Regions from separate parts of the Pan troglodytes genome. Here region 2 is linked to region 1. Evidence: chromatin contacts called from public HiChIP or PLAC-seq data. All regions are on one chromosome and are shown on one strand. The core of a region is the stretch at or near the end of the contact, and the rest is flanking DNA. Distances in the headings are between cores, read along the strand shown.

Evidence for each region. HiChIP or PLAC-seq counts read pairs in DNA pulled down with a chosen protein or histone mark.
Region 2: a contact with region 1 is called in an H3K4me3 HiChIP or PLAC-seq map of stem cell-derived excitatory neurons, with 2.5 times the contacts expected there. The contact joins the promoter of CEP128 here to the promoter of GTF2A1 in region 1. A contact is called at or near these places in 1 of 7 Hi-C or Micro-C datasets (stem cell-derived neural progenitor cells) and 1 of 1 datasets of contacts at active chromatin or transcription factors (stem cell-derived excitatory neurons).

Annotation. Positions count from the first base shown.
Region 1 is chr15:79,196,209-79,200,194 of NHGRI_mPanTro3-v2.0_pri, forward strand. GTF2A1 (general transcription factor IIA subunit 1) reads right to left here and starts at 1,925. Exons shown (of 9, transcript XM_024348825.3): 1 at 1,683-1,925.
Region 2 is chr15:78,903,271-78,907,484 of NHGRI_mPanTro3-v2.0_pri, forward strand. It overlaps CEP128 (centrosomal protein 128), which reads right to left and starts at 1,583. Exons shown (of 26, transcript XM_063793855.1): 1 at 1,390-1,583.

The sequences.
Region 1 (3,986 bases), core at 675-3,174:
CAATGGCTCTATATAAACAGGGCAGCCAAAGGGAGGAGGACCACAAGGCTCAGGGACTGAAAAGCAGGGTAAGCGGCCGCAGCCATGATGGATAGACGCGAGTCGCCAACGGTACGGTGTCGGGCGGCCGCGGGCTGGTCTGCGGCATTTGGGACCGGGCAAAAAACGTGTTTTATTGTCATCATAAAAATAAGAGTTGGGTGGACTAGTGATCACACTGCGTTGGTGACTGAAAAGGTTATTTATGTGACTGCTTTTTGCAAACCTACGTGATCGCAAGTAACAAAAAGGGACCAACGGGAAGAAGTAGGTAAATTTCAAGGCGAAAGCGGGGACACTTGGACCACTGCAGGCTTTTTTTGTTTGTTTTGGTGCTTCTGCTAGTCGAAGATACGATGGGGGTCTTCCCCTTCGCCATTTTACCCATTCGGAAGGAACTGAGATAAGTGCTTTTCAACCAACCTTCGTCCTTTTTTTAAACATAAAATGGCCTCAGAGAAGGTTCCCAAAGCACAAACGCCAGAAACAACCTAAGAAACCCCCAAAGTAACCATTAATCTTCCACTGCATTAAAGTGGATCACGATGGGTCTCGGGGGTTCGCCCGATTCCCCAGACACGGTTTTTGTTCTGTAGCCACTCGGGGAACCCTCGTCAAGCCAGCGCGGACGGGCCCCTCGGGGGGAAGCGGCGGCTCCCCTCCCGCCCTCCCTCCCGGCGGCCGGGTTCTGGGGCCGGGGCTGCGCGTCCGACCGGGCCCAACCGCCTCCGCGGCCCGGCCCGGCCCGCGGCGGCCCCAGGCCCCGCCGGCGCCCCCGCCCTCCCCGCGCCGCGAGCCCTCGGCGCCCCCCCGCGCCCGCCGCCCGGCGCTCCGGCCCGATCCGCCCGAGGCGGGAAGCGGCGGCGGCGGCGGCCGCGCGGGCGGCTGAAGAGTCGAGGCCGGGAGTCGCCGCCGTCCCCGCCCCCGCCCGGTCCGGCCGTTGCTGCAGCCTGAACGAAGCCCCCGCCGGCCACCGAACCACGTCCTTACCACGGTGTTTGTATTTGCCGAGTTCGCCATTTCCACACACAACACAAACAAGAGGGGGCAACCTCAAGAAAACAAGATAAAAACAAAACAAACAAACAAAAAAAACTGTAACACCCGGAGGGTGACCCAAATCACCGCAAGATTGGGGAAAAAATTTTAAACAAAATCAATCCTGAAGGAGTAGGGGAGAGCGGAGAGAGGAGGAGGAGGGGGGCACTCCTCCCGCAGCTGAAAACCTCGAGAATCGCCTTAAAAAAAAAAAAAAAAGCCACGACCCTTCAGGGGTCCGGGGGGCGTTGCCCGCTCCCCACCCCGCGCCAAGGAGGGAAACCACCACCGGCCGCCGCTCCCTGCGCCGCCGCTGCCGCCACCGGCTGCAGCTCCAGCCGTCCGGTCCGCCCGCTTCTCTCCTTTATATAGCGAGCCAACAAGCTGCGCGAGCCACCGCCGCCGCCGCCGAGAGACAGGGTGAAGGGGGAGGGAAGGGCGGAAAGGGCGGGGGCAGAGGTGGGCGGGGCTGAGCGCGAGACACCGCGAGAGCCGCGTGCGCAGGCGCGCCGGGGCGGAGGCCGCCGGCGAGCCGCGTTGTCACGCGCCGTGGCGGGTGCTGGACTGGCGGAGCCCGGGGAGTGAAGTAGTGAAATCGGACCTACGCCTCTCCAACGCTCGCGTGATCACGTGGTTGGCACCCAGGCGGAAGTCTGCGGCAGTTCTTTGCGGTGAAGAACTTGCAAAGCGTTGCTGGAAAAGACGGGAGTTCTACTGACACTCCAGTCCAAAGTTAGGTGGGACCGCCTCCTGTCGCACGTTTCCGCCTGGTCCCGCGCTTTAGGAGCTAGGAAATGTGACAGAGGCGGTGCCTACTGCCTCGCTAGGAATGGCCGCGGAGGAGGACTGGTCACGTGGCGTGGCTTCCGGCCTCTGGCGCGTTCCTATTCGGGAAGGTTTTAAATGCGGAGTCATCTCTTGATTTGTCAGCGAGGCTTTGACTGTGAGCTTCGCGGCGTTCGCGCCTCACCGCCTCACCGCCTCACCGAGGGTGGGTCTTTCGCGCGCAGAATTGTGTAGGATTTCCCAAAGGGAGTAAAAGCCGATCGGGGCCTACTTTTAACATTCCAGAATTAGTAACCTCTGATTGGTTTGTTTCCACACTGGGTACGCTGCGAAGACTAGGCTTATGTTACCCAGAGGTTAGTCCTCTACTAGGCCACGTACTTTAAATAATTTATCACGCTAGTGGAAATGCGGGCCGGAAGAAAACCCCACCAGCCTTTGGATTGTAACAGCACAGTAACTTTCCCTGGTTTTAAAAAATATTGCCAAAATACTGCGACTCCATGTGGCCAACGTATAGTGACTGATCACTTTGAAATGCATGCCCTTGACCCACCAACTCGCATGGCCTCTCGCTATAAGAGAGCAAGCCGGCTGTGTTCCATGTTCAATTCAATAAGTGCAATTCAATAAGCTTTTGACTTGTTCTGCCCAAGCAAATCCTGCCTTTATATCGACCTTGCAAGCAGAACAGAGAATGCTGTTTGGAAGGCAGAATTCATAGTACCTAATTTTCTTGTCCCTGGGAATTTTGAGGGACTTGAAATGTCGCGTGGATGAGTGAGGGAGTTTGTCTTCCAGAGACAAAGCAAAACGAAATGTCAAAGTTCTGTGCTGGTGAAACCAGATTTGAAGAATATCAAAGGCGTCTTACCAAAGAGGAAAAAAAATGCATCCTGCCAAGACTTGAAGAAAGGGATTAGAGAAACCAGAGGCCTTGAATACTCAGAAAATGGGAGATTGTGAATGGGTGTAGAGGATATCTATGAACCTTGACATTTCTTTTCACGCCAAGTCCATTCCCCTGTTAACAGTTGCTTCCCAGTTTCCTGCACAGCTGCATGGTCTGGGACACTTAAAGAAAAAAATCACAGGAAATCAGTGTTCTTGGTATATTATATAAAGTTATGATTCTATCAACATTTGTAATTCATTTAATATTCAGGTGACAGCCCGAAAATTTACACTAAACAATACCATTCCTGTTAAGTTTTACTACATATTGAGAGGACTTCTTGTTACCTCCCTATTACATACTCCCAAACGCTTTGCACATGGAATCCCTCACCTTCCACCTAGTTTTCCTCCCTACTATTGGTATTCTTGACTAAATGGTTGAGTAGTTTCGCCATCAGTTAAAGTTAAAACCACTGCAGACAGGACAGGGAAGAGAAGCTACGAGGTTTGCTCTTCACAGAATTAATCTGTGAAATAATGGATTGTAGTTACTGGATTAAAATGGCAGAAAACCTAGTCTTGGCCTCCTTAAGACCATCAGACTCCCTGGAGGCTCTGAGTTGGCTTCTCTCTTTACACCTAGATTGCAACAAGACCTAAGCACTTGGTTAATATTTACCCAGGAACTTAGATTGCTTGTGTGTCTGGCATCTAGCCATCATGGATTCCATTCCAATATATTGGTTTTCCAGTCCCTCAATAGCTGTTATATGCCTTCATTGCAACATATGTGTGCCATCCAGTTTAGTTTCGGAAAGAAATATTTTCTGTTGTACCAAAATTGTAGGACTGAATACTTGGAAGCTGCAGCCCTTTAATTCACAAAACAAAATTTGTGAGAGAAAACTTCTCCCAAGTAAGATTACATTTAGCATCATATTTAAATTGTTTCTATCTGAACTTTTTATTCTTGGTCTCCTACAGCTTGAATGACGTTTCTAACTTTAACAGCTCTTTCTACTATATAAAACATTTATACAGGATTTGCTGTTTGTGATCTTATACTTTGTAGCAGCTATGTACTTAGATACTTAATAGTACTCTCCTTGTGATGAATGTTTATGTGTTTTTTTTAACTTCAAAATGATTTATACTGGGAGATAAAATGTTGCGTCTTTCTTTTAATATGCAGCCTAAACACTAGATAACTGTAAAACAAGAGAAGA
Region 2 (4,214 bases), core at 333-2,832, 290 kb before region 1:
AACCAAAATAAACTGTCAAGAAACAGTTCAAAGAGACCTAGGTTATGCAATGGCAGACAAGATACGCTGAGAGAACATAGGCACAGTGCACACTTCACTCTTCTAACAAAACAGCCACCATCACCCATGAAATGAGTCATAGGCACAACCAAATTTATGTGTGCCAATATGAAACTGCCAAAGTTTTAACCTTATCTCTGTGCTGTCCAGTACAGCAGTCACTAGACACATGGCTACTGAGCTCTAGCTCTTGCCAGGTCAAACTGACATGTGCTATACATGTAAAATACACAAGAGATTTTGATGACTTAAAATATATTTTTTTTAATGTATAGCCAGGCATGGTGGCGAGTGCCTGTAATCCCAGCTACTCCGGAGGCTGAGACAGGAGAATTGCTTGAACCCAAGAGGTGGAGGTTGCAATGAGCCCAGACCGCGCCACTGCAGTCCAGCCTGGGCGACAGAGCCAGACTCCTTCTCACAAAAAAAAAAAGTAAAAATCTCAATAAGTTTTATATTTACTCCATTGAAAACATTTTTCTATATTGCGCTAAATAAACTATTATTTAATTTCACCAGTTTCTTTTTACTTTTTTAATGTGGGTACTACAAAATTTAAATTCACCTGAGTGGCTCACACTGTATTTGTATTAGACAACACTAATCTGCATAATTAATAAAAAATAAACAACAAATGCTGAGCACTTGCAGGGTGCCAGGCACTGTGCTAGATACTTTACATAATACTCAAATCAATGCTGCAATTAATGGTAAGGTTTTACCAGACGCCTACATAACAGATTGGCTCCATCAAACCAATAAAAGATGCAGCTGGGATTCAATGTCAGGTATTTTTACGAAATAATTCAATTAAGGGACTGCTAACAGCTAAGGCTGGAGCAAATCCTATGATGGCACGGGAAAGAGAGGTCACTAATAAAGCGTTCCCGAGAGTAGCACGCTTTCTGTGACTACAAAACAGGGATTAAAAAAAAAAAAATCAAATTTGCTTGCAGGACAGGCAAGCAAATGTCAGACGGTCCTCTGGAGGACCTACCGAATGAGTCCAATCTCCTGTCCCTTAAAGCTTCACAGATGCTAGCGGTAGAGCAAGCTGCTCCCAAAGGAAGGACAATGTAGTCCAGATTCACTGGGTAACCTGGCCAGGACCTGACCGCGGACACCCCTGCCGAGGGAGGGAGGCCTCGGGATGACAGGCGCGCCGTCTCCCCTCACCTCTGCACACACTCCACCCATCCACGGCCCCACCCCAGATCCCGCGCCGCTCTGAGGTCCCCACCCCTGGGACGAGGGGAAGTGGGACTAAAACGTCTACAGTAAGACGGGGAAGTGGTCGAAAAAGGGCAAGGGGGAGGTGGGGGCAGGTACCTGAGACGGAGGATGATCCCAGCTCCTTAATGCCGGATCATCGCCTAGGCCCCACCCGGCTCCCGCGGCTACCAGTGACCCAGAAGGTGCAACTGACCAAACGCAGCGACTCAACCGACTGTGCTCTCCCCAGACTCGCAGCTATGGCAACTTGAACTAGCCGCCCAGCCACAGCCAGAGTACAGGACCCCGCTGCCGCCGCTTGGCCCTCTGGGAGTTGTAGTCCATCTCGGCCTCATGATCAAGGAATTACCAAGGGAGAGAGTCCCGAAAAGGAACTGCAAATCCCAGGATGCCATATAGCTGGCCTTCGGGTAACTTTCCCGGAAAAAAGCCTGATCCCTCGGCCGCGCCCTCTTGCCCTGCTCTATTTTTTTTTTTTTTAAAGGACCAGCCTCCTTTGTAGGAGGCAAACTCCAGTTAGAAAGTGAATAAAAATGCTTCCTTGGCCTTGACTGTAATTTTACTCCTTGGGGGACAAAAGGAGTCCCCCAGGACTACGGTAAGATGGGGAAGTAGAAAAAGGGCAAGGGAGCGGTGGGAGGACAGGGAAAGACAATTTCTAGCACTGAAATGTAAAAATCCCCTTAATACCAGGGTCCAGTATATTGTTCCAAAGACTCACAAATTCTTAGAAGCGGACGGGAACAGAGAAGATTATGTAGTCCAACCTGTTTGGCCTGGAAAGAGTAAGGGACTTGCCTAAGATCATATGGCTTATTCACGGCACACCAAAAGTAGATGTGAGGCTGTCAGCTCATTACTGCTGCTACTTCAGTCTAGGTGTCATCTCCTCACTCTAGAACATAAAAGAAATGTTTTCCACTCAGGGGAGTTGGTTTCAGTCACGAAGAGAATGAAAACCTCAATAAAAAACTGAACTTTGGAAAGCTAAAAAGTAACAATTAAATTAGTCATATGAATTGCCCTTCTTCTCTGCCAAAAAGACCACTTCCCCTTCCTTCTTTGAGGCTAAACTCAAATATTACCTGATCTGTGAAAGCTTTCCTGGCTACGTGAAGAAGAGCTAGATCATGTTTAATAACAAGGGTTCCTTAATCTAATAATTCTGTGCTCTATAATCCATTTCCCAGTTGGTCCCCTCTATTAGCCCTTCAAAGGGACCTAACCTTTTTTGTACATTTTTATCTTTCTTCTCACCCTTTCCTCACTTGCCCTTCTCCGTTCATATCCCTCTCTCTCTTTCTTTCTCTCTCTCCCCCTTTCTCTCCTTCCATCCCTCCTTACCCCTCCTCCCTCCCAACAGGCAGAGTCATAAATAATTAGCACATAAATTTGATATAGTCGTATTATTCAAATTTTTTTTCTGGCCAACACTGAGACATAAAACTATCTCATATTGGTTTGAACATAAAATAATTCTTCCAAAGACCTCCTATGCATTTGCAACTATCTTCAAGCTGCTTACTTGAAATTGTTCCTCAAGAATACATTCCACCAGACAGAGTTTAAGATAATTCAGAACAGCCATAAAATTGCCCCATATACATGCAGAAGCATAATAATAACTGTTTATTTGTAAACATTTTAACTTTCAAAACAATTCTATTCATTCATGTAATTCAGCAAATGTATGCTGTATATTTCTAGTATCCAGACATTGTTTTAGACACTGAAGTTGCAGTGAAAATAAACAACATAGACTTTGCTTTCAAATTGCTCAGAGCCATGTGAGAGAAAAAGACAATAAATGATTACAAATCTCTGTGTAATAGAATACTGCATAGGTTTGTATGGAAAGACATAAAAGAGAAACTTTCTGAAGAAGTGATAATCAGATCAACTGCAGGAGAAATGTCTACCAAAAGAGCTAATGTAATCACGAGCTACATTAATAAAAACTGATTGTCCACAGCTTTTCCTCCCTGGTTCAACCACATTTAGAGAATTGGATTCTATTCTATAGGCCTTATTTTTCAAAGTGATATTAACCAAATAAATCAAACATTACAGGACACAACTGGGACCAAAGGGTTAAAAATCAGATATTTTCGTTCATTTTGATCAAGAAATGCTTAAATATGTTACTAAATTCATAGCAGCTGTTTGTCAGCTGTGGTGTGCTCTCAGTCAACAGACGTGGCATCCCAAAAAAATGTAGTGAAGTCAGGCCAGGGGTGCTGACTCAAGCCTGTAATCCCAGCACTTTGGGAGGCTGAGGTGGGTGGATCACGTGAGGTCAGGAGTTCGAGACCAGCCTGGCCAACATGGCGAAACCCCGTCTCTACTAAAAATACAAAAATTAACCAGGTGTGGTGGTGGGCACCTGTAATCCCAGCTATTCGGCAGGCTGAAGCAGGAGAATCATTTGAACCCGGGAGGCGGAGGTTGCAGTGAGCTGAGATGGTGCCACTGTACTCCAGCCTTGGTGACAGAGTAAGACTCCATCTCAAAAAAAAAAAAAAAAAAAAAAGCAGTGAAGTCACATCACTGAATCTTTGTTTTTTATGTCTTAACAAAATAGACAAAATGAGTTAAAGCCGACAAAATGAGTTAAACCAACAAAATAGATTTTACATGAAATTGTCTCATAACTCCCAAAGATATGTATTACTTTTAATCAATATGGCCAACACACATTATACAAACACAATACCATACTCAAGCAGAATCATCTGAGCTGAGATTTGGAAAAACCCACAAAGAGTATTGATATGGTCTGGCTCTGTGTCCTCACCCAAATCTCTTGAATTGTAATCCCCACATGTTGGGGGAGGAACCTTGTGAGGGGTGATTAGGTCATGGGGCAGTTCCCCCACGCTGTTCTCATGATAGTGAGTGAGTTCTCAGTAGATCTGATGGTT